Linked DNA regions of Mus musculus: region 1 is linked to region 2. The links are chromatin contacts, called in public promoter capture Hi-C maps. All regions are on one chromosome and are shown on one strand. The core of a region is the stretch at or near the end of the contact, and the rest is flanking DNA. Distances in the headings are between cores, read along the strand shown. Region 1 holds the start of Upk3a (uroplakin 3A). Region 2 holds the start of Ribc2 (RIB43A domain with coiled-coils 2).

Region 1 (6,573 bases), core at 2,959-5,458, 110 kb after region 2:
GGGCAGGGAGCCCAGAATGGACGTGATGACAATCATGCCTCCACTCCGCCGGCCGGGCCACGTGTCGATGGCCGAGTAGGGGATGGCTGCAGAGGACCACACCCCACTTAATCCCAGAAAATGTCCCACCCTGGATCTTTTCCCAGGGACAGGCAAGGTAACCTGCCACCTGCCTTGGCTGCCTGGAATCCAGGGTGACCTAGGAACCCAGGGCAGTAATTGCTCTCCCCAGACTTTGGCCCGGTGGCTCCTCTGCTTCTCATTCTTTACCATAGGCTGAGTCTTTCTGGTGTCTTCCCCTTTTTGCATAAGGTTAGTTACATGTCACTTCTGGTGACATGGATGGCATACATAGTCTGAACAAAATAAAGCTGAGCCAGCACTTCAGAGGGGATGTGGCTCTTCATTATTGTCACCCTTGGGAATGACGGACCAGTCCAACAGTGAGCAAGTGACCTGTGACATTGTCTGTTCTGAGTTCAACTCCACGCTGGTACTCTCAAGTCTAAGCAGTCCCATATGCACTCTGTCCCCAGAGGCCAACCCTTTAGGACCGGGTCCAGGAGTACTGGGCCTGCTGCTGCCATTAGGGTTCCTAGAGTCATCTCACCAAGCTAGCCAGGCGTGGAGATGGAGGTGCCCACTATGTGAGGGATAGAGCCAGCCAGGTTTAGTTAGACCCAGGACTCAGCTCCAAGGAGCTCACCCCCCCAGTACACACTTACGCCGGTTGGTCCAGATGGGATCTGACCATAGTGTCTGGTCCTGCACCAAGCCTGTGGACATGTTGACCAGGACATACTTGAATCTGGAAGAAGATGGAGTAAGGGTGGCTTTCATCTAACCCATGCACCCAGCCACAGGAAACAGGCAGGAGGAGGACCATGGGGAGCACACAGGAAGTCTTCCACGAGACAGCTACTGGGTGAGGTCAGGACAAGAGAAGGATACTGGACTTGACCACATATACCCTGGATCCTTTTCCAGTCTGGTAGCATCTGCTCTGGGAAGCCTTCCTGGTTGGGACTGTTGTTCAGCCTTCCTCTGGGAGCACCTCCTTTTAATTTTATGCCGCTGTAGCACCCCTGCTGAGTGTTAATCCACAGACCCTCCTGGCAGCTGTGGTCCTTGTGGTCACAAAGAGAATTAGAAAACCAGCCCAATAGCTTCCATCACCAGCCCTTGGATCAGGGCTATGTTTTAGGTGTAAGAATCCCCAAACAAGCTAGTCAGAAGAGAAGACCCAGAGAGATAATAAGGTCTGTTGTAGCCCACTTACATCCCAGTTTAGACAGTGGACTGGATAATCTGAGGACCAGTTCATCTACGGCCTGTAGTTTAGTGACCCTTAAAAGTAAAGCCCCTTATGGAGCTGTGGCTATAGTTCAGTGGAAGGGTGCATGTTCAGCATGTGCGAAACCATAGGAGCACATACAGCCTAAACCAGGCAGCACAGGGGGTCAAGCTTAACCTGGGCTATGTGAAAGTCTGTCTCAAAGCAAAAGAGGAGGTGGGGAGGAGAAAGGCAGGGAGGGAAGGAGAGAGGGAGGAAGGAAGGAAAGAGAAAAGGAAGACAGGATGAATTTCAAACTGCTTGCAGAGCAAGGTGCCAAGCTGGCCCTCTCGGGTCTCTGGGTACCTGCTGCAAACCAGGAAGCCCACCCTTCCAGACACCTGATCCCTGAGCTCTGTGAAGTGTGGCTTCCCCCATTTTGTTCCCCATTTTGTCCCTCATCCTCCCACAGCCTCTGACACCCACCTGTACTCAGTGGCCGCTGTCAGGGGTGGGTTGCAGAGGCCCTGGAAGTTGGGGTCCCAAAAACAGGTCCCGTTGTTGCCCACCCTGACTAGGTATGCGTTCAGGATCTCTGAGGCCTGGGTCACATCTCCAACAGCATCCAGGCTGGGCAAGTCACCACAAGGGGTCAGGTCAAAGGCCGCAGCTTTATAGGGGCCTGACCTCCCACCCTGGGTTTGCCGGAAAGTGGTGCTCAGTGGGACGCCAGCGCTGTCCTGTACAGACACATTCCTGGACATGGCTGCAGAGAGGATGCAGGAAGTCAAGACCCTGGCCACTCTAACTCAGCAGCAAGCACTCAGTCACCCATCAAACACCCGAGTCCAGAGCTGTCCAGGTTGGTGGCGGGCACTAGGATGATTGGCGTGTGCTCAGAGGTAACAGTGCAGCTGTCCCAGAAACACCCCACTGTGAGGTACTGGATCCATGTCTCACTCACTGTCTTCTGGTGTCCCTCTAGCTCAACAAACCTCTGCCACTTGTAGCTGTCCTAGATTCTTTTTTTTTTTTTTAAGATTTATTTATTATTATATGTAAGTACACTGTAGCTGTGTTCAGACACCCCAGAAGAGGGCATCAGATCTCATTACCGGTGATTGTGAGCCACCATGTGGTTGCTGGGATTTGAACTCAGGACCTTTAGAAGAGCAGCCAGTGCTCTTAGCCGTTGAGCCATCTCTCCAGCCCGGATTCTTTCCTCTTCGAAATGGGAAGGACTGGGATAATGCTAAGGTGAGTGTGGCTGGACCCATACTGCACATTTTCTCTTTACTTCCTGGGTGACCAAACCACTTGACATCTCTGGCCCCTGGACTTCGGTGAAATAGAAAAATACCTCAGGGTATCCACAGATTGGGCGCATGTAGGCAGTAATAGAGGCCTGCTGACAGGATGGGATGCTGGAGATGTTAATAGGCCATTTATGGGGTGGCTGGTCCCCAAATTCAGGAGCTTACATTATTGTGGTTTGGAAAACAGGGAGCAATCCAGGGAAAAACCCTGAAACAACCCTAGGCTCAAAGGCCTGTGAGATCAGAATGTAGCTGTCCAAACCCCAGAGAGGGGCCCCCACCCCGTCTTCATCCCCTACTCTACCATAATACCCTGCATGCTGCTTGCAGACAGTGGCTCTAAAGTGGGCAAGGCAGCTGGTGCTAGGCTGGTGCTGGGAAACTGGTGTGGCTCCCTCCCACCAGCCTGGTAAAGGGCAGGTCTGGGGCCACAACCACAATGGTGTCAGTGTGTGTGAGAGCAGTGATAAGTGAAGGCATCCTGGACCTTCATAGACATGCAATATCCCACCCCCCACTTTCCCCCTCTTCCCCGTAGACTGTCAAGTGGCGCTTTTGGAGGGAAGCGGGTCCCTTACCTGAGTCGACCATAGCATAGAGGTAAACCTCGTAAGAGCCGCTGAGTGGCTCTGAGCTATCAAACATGCACAGAGGCTTCTCCAAGGCCACGGTGGTGAGGGTAGGGTTGTTGGTGGCAAAGGTCACACTGGCCAGTTGGGGCTGGAGGTTCACAGCTGGGGAAGGCAATGAGGGTAGGAGCTGACCTCTGGGCCCTTGCTGCAGGTCCAGTACTGGGTTTGGTCCTCCCAATGGGTCATCCCATGAACTTTTCTCCTGTTCCCTGTGCCCACCTTGCTGGTCATTCTGGGCAGACACATCCCTACCCCACCTCAGTCAGACAGCTGCTGCCCTCTAGCTGTCTCCATAAGGTCTCTCTGCCTCCACCCCTCACTCTCTTCACTTGAACGGTCTACCCTAACAAGCAAGCCTCATCCGTTTTCCTTTCTCTCAGACCCTTTGTGGCTCCCCCACTGGCTTCCCTCATAGTCTCTGAGGAAAGACAGTGAGGTCCCGAAGTTCACAGCTTTTTCATGTCTACTCTCAGCTTCAACCCCTGCAGGCTTCTCCTCACTATCTGCCCGGGCCATAAGGATCAACAAGCCAATGCCAGGATGGAACATCCCTCCCACTCCAAGAACTTGCCGTTCTACCTCCCCTCAGTTCAGGGGTCACCACAGGACTGGGTGAGTCTGCTCTCTGCAGCCCCTGTGTGGTGTTCCCTAGCAACAACCATCACAGAATTGAGGCCAGCCCAAGGGTGGGCGCTGGGATTCCCATCAGTTTCTATTACTACAGCTGCTAACATCTGTGTCCCTAATGCAGGCGCCTATTCCTGAACCCCCTAAATGAGATTCCTAGTGCCACTCAGTGTCTCCACTCCCCTCAGGCCTCCCTGGACACGCCCTGGAGGTCTTCTCCCCGGCTTACTCCAGCCACACCGCAGGCATCCGAGAGCCAGCAGGGCCCAGAGCAGGAGCATCGCCCGAGATGAGCCTTCGCGATGCACTCTGCCTGAGAACGCGCACCTGCTCCCTGCAGCTCCGCTCACCTGTCACCAGCAAGGGCATGCCCCGCCCCTCTCAAACGGACCAATCCGAAGCCTCCCCTTGAGATATTTGCATACAGTCCGGTCCTGGGCTCCTCCCGCCCAGAGCAACTAAAGCTCTGATCCTTCTCTTGGTCTTCTGCAAAGCTCCTAAGGTGTGCAGAAACTAAGCTGAGGTTTTCACAGTGTTGTCAGAGATAACGCAATCTCTGGAACCTCAATTTCTATACTGCAAAGTAGAGATGCTAATCCCATAAGCATCTTTGGGACCTCAACTTCTATACCGCAAAGACGCTAATTCTCATAAGCATGAGCCCATACTATGTGCCAGATACTGATAAAATTAACAGTCATGGAAAAATGAAGTCCTGGATAGTGACTCTTTCTGTTCACAGGCCGTACAAGACAGAGGCCCAAGGAGGTAAGGAAGGGGCAGGAACCTCCTCCTGAGAGGCAACGGGCAATAGTGATGCTGGGCTGGAGTGCAGCTCAGTGGTAGATGCTTGCTTGGTCCAAGTAAGACCCTGGGTTCCCTCAGCAAAACCAAGGGGGAGGGGCGGAAGAGAAGAAAACCTGCTCCTTTGTGCTGTACCTCTTCAGTTGAGGGCTCCTTCAAGATGAAACTGAACAATACCCAGCCACTGCTCTTTGACATGGATCTCGAATGCAAACATCACTGGTCCTATGAGAAACACACAGACCTAGAAATAGGGATGATGCCCTGGGTATGCTCTGGGTGAAGAGTGGAAGGGTTGTGGGCCCCCAATCAGTGGTGGGAACAACAAACAAGGTTTTCCCATGAAACAAAGTGTCTTGACCCACAGCAGAACACCCTGCTGTTGAGTAAGGGGCATTCCTGTTATGACCAACGCGAATGGGGGAAGGGAATTGTGTGTTCACAGATACTTTGTGGAAAGATGTCAATCTGAATGTTCACGACTTGATTACTGAGAGAGAGAGAGAGAGAGAGGGAGAGAGGGAGAGAGAGAGGGAGGCTATTTTTAGATTGACAGATACTACGGTGCTTCTGCTACTGGGGACCAAAAGAGCTAGCAAAACTGTGCCAACTTTTGATCTCGCTCAAGAAGATGGTGCCTGTGAACATGCTGTCAGGAAGCCCTTAAATGCACCCAAGACTCCATGTCTTGTCACTCCATGTGTCCTGCAACACAAACGCCGCCAACGTATTTCGCCGAAGAAACGACAGGCTAAAGAAAACAAGGGGGAGGCTGCAGACTGCAGAATATGCCAAGAGAACGAAGGAAGCCAAAGGAAAAAAAATGCCAGGAACAGATCGCCAAAAGATGTAGGCTGTCCTCGCTGAGAGCATCTGCTTCTAAGTCTCAGCCCAGTCAAATGTACATCTTTATCAGTAACAGATAAATGATCAGACCATGAGAAAAGAAATGGAAAGGAAAATGATGGGGGTCCTCATCCAAATTAGCCAGTTCCCTCCAATGTCAGGAATCTGTGCGCATCTCCAAATGCATCTGAAATCAATTTTACGTGTAAAACATAGGGATGAACAAACATGGGCAGGGGACCAGTAAATCAGTAAAGTGGGGAATGGATACTATGATCATCTATGTAAAAACTGGATCTGGGTGAATTTGCAACCAGCTGTCTCAGGCTCTTCTCAGAGAAGACCCTAAGAACCCTAAGTCCTGAGATAGAGCCCAGGATTTTCCAGGGAAGTTGTTGGTAGTGGGAGCCGGAGGGCAAGCCTGTGGTATCCAAGCACTGAAGATGCGCTCACTAGAGAATGAGGAAGATTTGGAATGCAGAGAGAACTCTAGGGAGCAGAACAGGACAAGAAAGATGCACTTGCCTTGTAAGCACAGGACCTGAGTTCAAATCCCCAGCACCCATGTGAAAAGCCAGGCACAGTGGCACACCTAGAATCCCAGGGCTGGGAAGGTGGGGACAGAAGGATCCCTAGGATTTTCTGACTGTCTCAAAAAATATGGTAAAAGAGAAGACACTTGTGGTGACCTCTTGCATGCACATGCAAACACACATGTATATGCTTAAAACACACACACACACACACACACACACACACACACACACACACACACAAACAAACAAATAAATAAATAAATAAATAAGCAAAATGATTTTATTTTATTTTTATTTTTTTTGACCACTTAAAGAGCCTTGCTTTACCACTCCTACCCTCCAACACTCACCTCTGCAGAGAACAAAGTTCAAATGCTTACATTCTGAAACCCACTTCCTGGCAAAGATCCCCCTGGCCCCTTGGAGAGGGGTTAATTCCAGCCTGGGAAGGGCAAGGCAGGAGGAGCTAGGCTTTTTGCAATCAATGAAAGAATGCTGAACATATGTCAAAGTAGCCAGTCTAGACCGGCTGGAAGAGG
Region 2 (6,668 bases), core at 1,163-3,662:
CTTCTATAGAAGAAAAAAGTGGGGGGTGCCGGGCATGATGGCACACGCCTTTAATCCCAGCACTCGAGGCAGGCGTCTTTCTGAGTTCGAGGCCAGTCTGGTCTACAAAGTGAGTTCCAGGACAGCCAGGGCTATACAGAGAAACCCTGTCTCAAACAAAACAAAACAAAACAAAACAAAACAAAACAAAAAGTGGGGTGGGGGATAATAATGGGGGGGCACTTGTGCTATATACAATACAGTTCTCAGAACAAACTCTTAGAGGAAAAAAACTAGAGGCCAACATGGCAAATGTTGATATCGGACCTGGTGGTAGCTGCAGGTGTCTGTACCATTGGTGTTATAAGTTTGAGTTACTTTATAAATAAAAGTAAATAAGACTGAAAAGTTTGGAAAATGTATAATAGTATAAAAAAAGAAAAGCAACTTCCCTCATAATCCAACTCCTCCAACAATCACACAGACAACAGATTTTTGTCTTTTCCTGACCATGTTCTAAGACTTAGGTTGGTAGTCCATTCGCCTCTAAAATTTTATATGTCCACCTTTTACAAATTTACAAACCCCTGTGGTATTTAATAAAACAAACAAACAAACAAACAAACAAACAAATGTTCAATCGCTTGTGAAATTGCTAACCAAGAAAGGAAAAGTGGATTGTGTTTGAAATTCTGATCGAGGACCTAGAACGCGACTTGAACCACGTAAATCCCCGGGTGGCTCAGAACTTCCCACTCAACGCTGCTTTTTCTTGGCAGGAAGAACACACTCATCCAGTTAACTGAGCACAGCAAAGTGGGAAATGTTAAAAGAAAGATGGTGGAGATGATAACTCTGTGTGCGAGTGCGTGCTTGTGCGTGTGAGCACACGTGTGTGCGTGTGTCTGTGTCTGTGTGCCAGCGCGTGTGTACGTGTGCGTATTATGCATGTATGCGTGCATGTGTGTGCATTCACGCATGCTCCAGCACACAAGTGTCACTTGATACCAACAGCTGTCCTCTGTAGAAGGTCGGCCTTGAGTTTTGAAGCAGAGAATGTGTACGTATGTATTTAAAGTCTTTCCTTTTTAGAGAGAAAGAAATTTTTTAAAGAAAACACAAAACGATGCTAATATTTTAAAGATGTATCTCCTAAGATGTACATTAAAAATTCAAGCTGCCGGGCAGTGGTGGCGCATGTCTTTAATCCCAGCACCTGGGAGGCAGAGGCAGGCGGATTTCTGAGTTCGAGGCCAGCCTGGTCTACAGAGTGAGTTCCAGGACAGCCAGGGCTGCACAGAGAAACCCTGTCTCAAAAAACCAAAAACCAAACCAGTAACTGCGATAACTGCTTCTTCTTGAGAGGAAGAATATGCTTATTAAGCTAACTGAGCACAAAAAGGCCATAAGAACAACTCTGTGTATGTGCTCATACGTGTGTGTGTGTGTGTGTGTGTGTGTGTGTGTGTGTGTGTCTGTTCTTCTCAGCTGTAAGAGGAAGACATGAGGCCCTAAGAGATAGCTGATATTTTAGAGGCCGTAAGAAATAGCTGGGCATTTTAGAAGTGCTCACCAAAGGCTTCATGCCTAGCTTTGTCAGTTATTTCTTTTATCTTCTGGTCACGGACTTGAAAATCCCAGGCTTGTGTGTCTCCCTAGGAATGGACAAGGGAAGAGGGGTTAGAGCCAGCTAGCATTATTCAGTAGGCCACGAACCCTCTCATCTGGCCACAGCATTAAAGGTTCCCTTCCCATACGTGGAAGCCTTTGCTTATGGCTGGGTCTTCTGCCTGCGCTGTCAGCTGTCACCAGAGCTTCCTTCATTTCCTATATACACACACTCCCAACATTGTTTAAGTACCACTACTCTGTGAAGCCCTCTCTGATTTCCCCTCCAGGCTCCAGTCAGTGCTGGTGTAGATCCCACCACATTTTCTGTGTTTTAAAGTCTGCCTATTTCACTACTGCAAGGTCACCCACCTCCTGGACCTTACTCAAGCTAGCCAGAGCATTTGTCACCTGCAAGGAAGCAAATGCCTCGCTCCCAGAACTGGCTCCTGCTGGTAAGGTAAGGATTTCCAAATCTAGACAGCCAAACTTTGCTTCCATATAAAGTCTTGGCTCCTCTCTGTCCCGTCCCTAGTGCCTCACCCCAATGATCCTGTTCCTGGCGTCGAAGATCCGTCCCTGCCTGCACAGGTCAATGTACCGCTTCTTGGCTAGGTTGGCCTCCTGTTGTAGGTCCTTAGACATCGCTACCTCCATGGCTCTGGGACTCGGCTGGGCTTCAGGAGCTATCCGGAAAAAAAAAACACGGCAAGAAAAGCCCACAGAAATAAGCAAAGCTACAGCGCCGAGAAGCAGCGCCCACAAAAGTTTGAGAGCAAGTCTGTCCCGGCGGTCCGCTTTCCGCAGCGGAGCAGGGATCCAATTCCCCGGGCAACGCCAACCTCCGTTGCTAAGCAACGGCGCCTCGCTCGCTCTCCTTCCCCCGCGCCAGTCTCGCGAGACTTCGAAAAGAATTTCTTCCCGCGCTTTTTTTTTTTTTTTCCTCACGGGAGCACGAGGAAGCGGCTGAGGCACGGCGCGCAGCCATGGGGCACCTTGAGCTGCTGCTCGTGGAGAATTTCAAGTCGTGGCGAGGCCGCCAGGTCATCGGCCCTTTCAAGAGGTTCACCTGCATCATTGGCCCCAACGGCTCCGGTAACCAGCGCCCCAGAAATCCACGGCCTCGGGATCCACGGGCCGCTGTCGCCCGCTGTAGACCCGAGGGGACCCAGGGACCCACTCTCGGCTCTTGTTAACCTGAGGGGACCGAGCCACCCCCCAGCCCCCGTTGTCGCCTCCTGTGGGTCTGCCGGGACCGAAACCACAAACCCCAACTCCGTTGTGACTGTTGTAGTCCCGAGGGGACCCAGGACCCCTGTAGACCTTAGGGCACCCAGGGTCCCATGTTAGACCAAGGGCCCTCACTGTTGGCCTGAGGAAAGCCAGGGTCAGCCATTGCCCATTGCTGGCCTGAGGAGACGGAGGCACCCCAGGGCCCCCCCCCAACCCCCACGCTGTTGCCCCGACTCCACTGTTGACGGCTGTAGGCCCAAGGGAACCCAAGGACCGGCTGTCACCTTGAATCCCCCACCCCATCCTTGGTTGGCCTGAGGGGATGGAGCCACCCCAGTCCCCTGCTGTTGACTGCTGTAGGCCTGAGGGGACCCACGCCCCCCCCCCCCCCCCCGTTGGTCTGAAGGAACCAAGCCCCTTCGGCAGCCCAGCTCATCTATCTGTAACCCTCCCCCACCTCCCTATCTGAGGGGATCCAGGGACCTCTGAACCGCCCCCCCCCCCGTTGTTGGGGGACGAGAACCCACCATCAAACCCACCCCCCTCTCCCCTTTACCCACTGTAGACCAGAATGGGACCCAGGAGACCACTGGCCTGAGGTTTCAGTGTTTCCCAATGGACTAGACCCAAGAGCCCCGAATCCTGGGCCACCAACCCTTGCTGGCTGTTCTCATCCTTCCCCTGCCTTCCTTCCCTGTAGTCCCATCTCCGTCCCCAACCCCCATCTCAGCCCAACAACCGCAAGTACTAAGAATGAAATGGATTTGGCCTTTGTTGGAACAAAACAAAACACTTGTAACCCGAGCATAGTTAATAGGAAGAATTAAAGGGAATTTTAGAGCCCCAACGATAATTTCTAGAATAGTTTTCCTAAATCAGTCACTGCAGATGTCTGCAGTCTGAGCACTTAAAAGTTTTATAGTTTTGATAGAACAGACTCATCTTTAATATTCCTTATATAGCAAATCTACCACTGGGTGAAGATCTCATTGGGTGAAGATCTCCTTGTGGTTTAATGATTTGCTAGGAGATCCTTCAGTGTTTGACATATTGTTTACTCGGGGGTGATTATGCATTACAGTTGAGAAGTCCAAAGCAAACTCAGCAGTGGGAAAAGATAAATTCCTTCAGCAGTATGTTCTCATGTTGAAATATCACCTATCAAAGGTCTCATGGACTCAGTGCACAGGGAGATGGCACATGCCAAAATTCCAGACTCCTGGAAGGAAGCACATATTTAATTCTAGTCATGCCTTGCCAAGTTTAAGCACCATGAGCCATTATTACCAAGAAATTGTAGAACCCTTGCCCTGATCCAAGTATAAAAATCCTGAAGATTCTAGCAGTCTTATTCTTTAGAAGATTGTAGATTCATTTAGCGTTTTCAATTTTTTAAGTATAGAGGTATAGTGTGCTGTTGAAATGTTTATGCGATCATTTCTCTATAAAATGGGAATTACTAAAATAGAGTTGTTAAATGGTTTGCTCTAGTGTGATATCCAGTAATGGGAGAGTGCTGAGATTCATGTTTGTTTTAATTTTATTCACTTAATTCATTTTTGATTCATGTATTTATATCCTTACATTCATTAATTCATTTTTGATTCATGTATTTATATCCTTACATTCATACCACTCTGCCCCAGCTACATGAAAGAAACAGACCACCTACTTGGACTTTTAATCACATCAATTTTGAACAGTGACCAGACAAGATTTCTGAGACTTGCATATTGGTTATATTTCACTTCTATTGGTAGTTTGATTTCTTTGGCTCTGAGAAGGTTTTCAGTCATTAAGAATGAATCTTTAAAACTCTTTTCTTCTCCAGGAAAATCTAATGTAATGGATGCACTTAGTTTTGTAATGGGAGAAAAGACAACTAATTTAAGAGTAAAAAACATTCAAGAACTTATTCATGGAGCACATACTGGAAAACCTGTTTCTTCTTCTGCAAGTGTGACAATTATATACATAGAGGACAGTGGAGAAGAGAAAACATTCACAAGGATTATCCGAGGTAGAGAGAGAGGGGTGTGTGTGTGTGTAAATTATAGTTCAGGGTCTGATCGCCTGCTCACTCTTTGAAGTCTGGGACTTACTAATCACTGGTATAGTGAGTACAAGATTTCTTTCTTTCTTTCTTTCTTTCCTTCTTTCTTTCTTTCTCCCCCCCCCCCGCCCCCCCAGACAGGGTTTCTCTGTGTAGCCCTGGCTGTCCTGGAACTCATTTGTAGACCAGGCTGGCCTCAAACTCAGAAATCCACCTGCCTCTGCCTCCCAAGTGCTGGGATTAAAGGTGTGCGCCACCAGACCCAGCAAGATTTCTTTTTCTTAGAAGCATATAACATATATATATATATATACATATATATATATATATACATATATATATATATGTGTATATATATATATATATATATATATATATATATATATATATATACCTGTTTTATTTCCTGTTAAGACTCTTGCTTAAGCTGACTCACTTGTTCTATACTCTTACTGTCAAGTAACATTTTTTATACTTGGATACTTGCTTAAGATGAAGGAAGGAGCCTACCTCTAACATGGATACATCATACGACTTCTTCCTCAGCTTCTCTTTGCTTGTTAGTAAATAATTACATGTATATTTTTGGCGTATATACACTTAAATACATGTTTATTATTATTCATGAATTCTCTGTTACTCTAATAAACTATTATGTCTCATCTGTAATAAATATATCATGCTTGAACTTTATAGAGTTATAAAAAGTAGGTATATATTGTATTGTTGTTTCTTGTTGCTGTTTCTATTTCACTAAAAAATATACTCCCACCTTCCTTCCTTCCCTTATTCCCTTTCTTGACAGGGCCTTGTAGTCCAGGCTGACCTTTAGCTCACAATCCTACTCAGGCTCTAAAGTACAGCCATTGCACACATGCACTGTTATGTCTGACTTTACTACATTTCTAAAGAGTGAAAACTGTATTACTAACTTAAATTATATATATATTTAGAAACATAATTTAAGTATTTTTGCATTTTATTATTTGGAGTAGTCATTGGACAATTTTCTCACTTCCTTTTGGACATTTATTAGTTGTGAGGGTTCTCAGTATGTTGTTAACACAAGCTCAAGTGATCCTCCTAAAGGAGCTAGAACTGTAGGCCATGTCACCACACCTACCCATGTCACCATACCTACCCTTTGATGTTTTAAATGAGAATTCTTCATTTTAATAAAAATTCTTTTGTTCACTGTATTAAGAAGTGTAATACCAGCTGGGCATTGTGATGCAATACTCGGAGGCAGTGGTAGGGAGATCTCTGTGATGTCAAGGCCAGCCTGAGCTGCAAATCAAGTTCCAGAAAAGCCAAATCCTGTCTTGAAAAACTAAGAAAAAAAAAGCAGTACCTTCCTCCACATGCAGAAACAACCCAACCATCTTTCTTTTCCATCTTTTTCACTCCTTTCTTTTTTTTAGTTTTTCAAGACAGGGTTTCTCTGTGTAGCCCTGGCTGTCCTGGAACTCACTCTGTAGACCTAGGCCTCAGAAATCCACCTGCCTCTGCTTCCCAAGTGCTGGGATTAAAGGCGTGTGCCACCACTGCCCTACCTGTTTTCACTCCTTTCTGATACTACTTTCTCACATGCTATTTTATTTGAATATTTTGTTTATATCTCTAAGATATGAACTCTCTGAGATCCTTTAGTATGTAATATTTGTTGAGTAAATGAGCTTATTTATAAATATATTAGTTACATTATTGTAAAACTAGTCATTTCAATAAGAAAAACATTCTGTAACAGCTGATTTTGTTTACTTTAGGGGGGTGCTCAGAATATCATTTTGGGGAT

The links. Capture Hi-C pulls out chosen DNA fragments and counts their contacts.
Region 1: a contact with region 2 is called in a promoter capture Hi-C map of pancreatic islet. The contact joins the promoter of Upk3a here to the promoter of Ribc2 in region 2. A contact is called at or near these places in 11 of 484 Hi-C or Micro-C datasets (the C2C12 cell line, the G1E-ER4 cell line, the N1E-115 cell line and 7 more) and 2 of 9 other capture datasets (adipose tissue and pancreatic islet).

The regions. Positions count from the first base shown.
Region 1 is chr15:85,014,776-85,021,348 of GRCm38.p6, reverse strand. It overlaps Upk3a (uroplakin 3A), which reads right to left and starts at 4,208. Exons shown (of 6, transcript NM_023478.2): 1 at 4,078-4,208; 2 at 3,168-3,323; 3 at 1,760-2,039; 4 at 726-808; 5 at 1-86. The coding sequence starts at 4,129. It overlaps Gm52194 (a long non-coding RNA gene), which reads left to right and starts at 2,413. Exons shown (of 3, transcript XR_003951558.1): 1 at 2,413-2,530; 2 at 3,695-3,833; 3 at 4,037-4,205.
Region 2 is chr15:85,127,843-85,134,510 of GRCm38.p6, reverse strand. Ribc2 (RIB43A domain with coiled-coils 2) reads right to left here and starts at 2,412. Exons shown (of 7, transcript NM_026357.2): 1 at 2,131-2,412; 2 at 1,553-1,634. The coding sequence starts at 2,244. Smc1b (structural maintenance of chromosomes 1B) reads left to right here and starts at 2,554. Exons shown (of 25, transcript NM_080470.1): 1 at 2,554-2,682; 2 at 4,652-4,840; 3 at 6,640-6,668. The coding sequence starts at 2,574.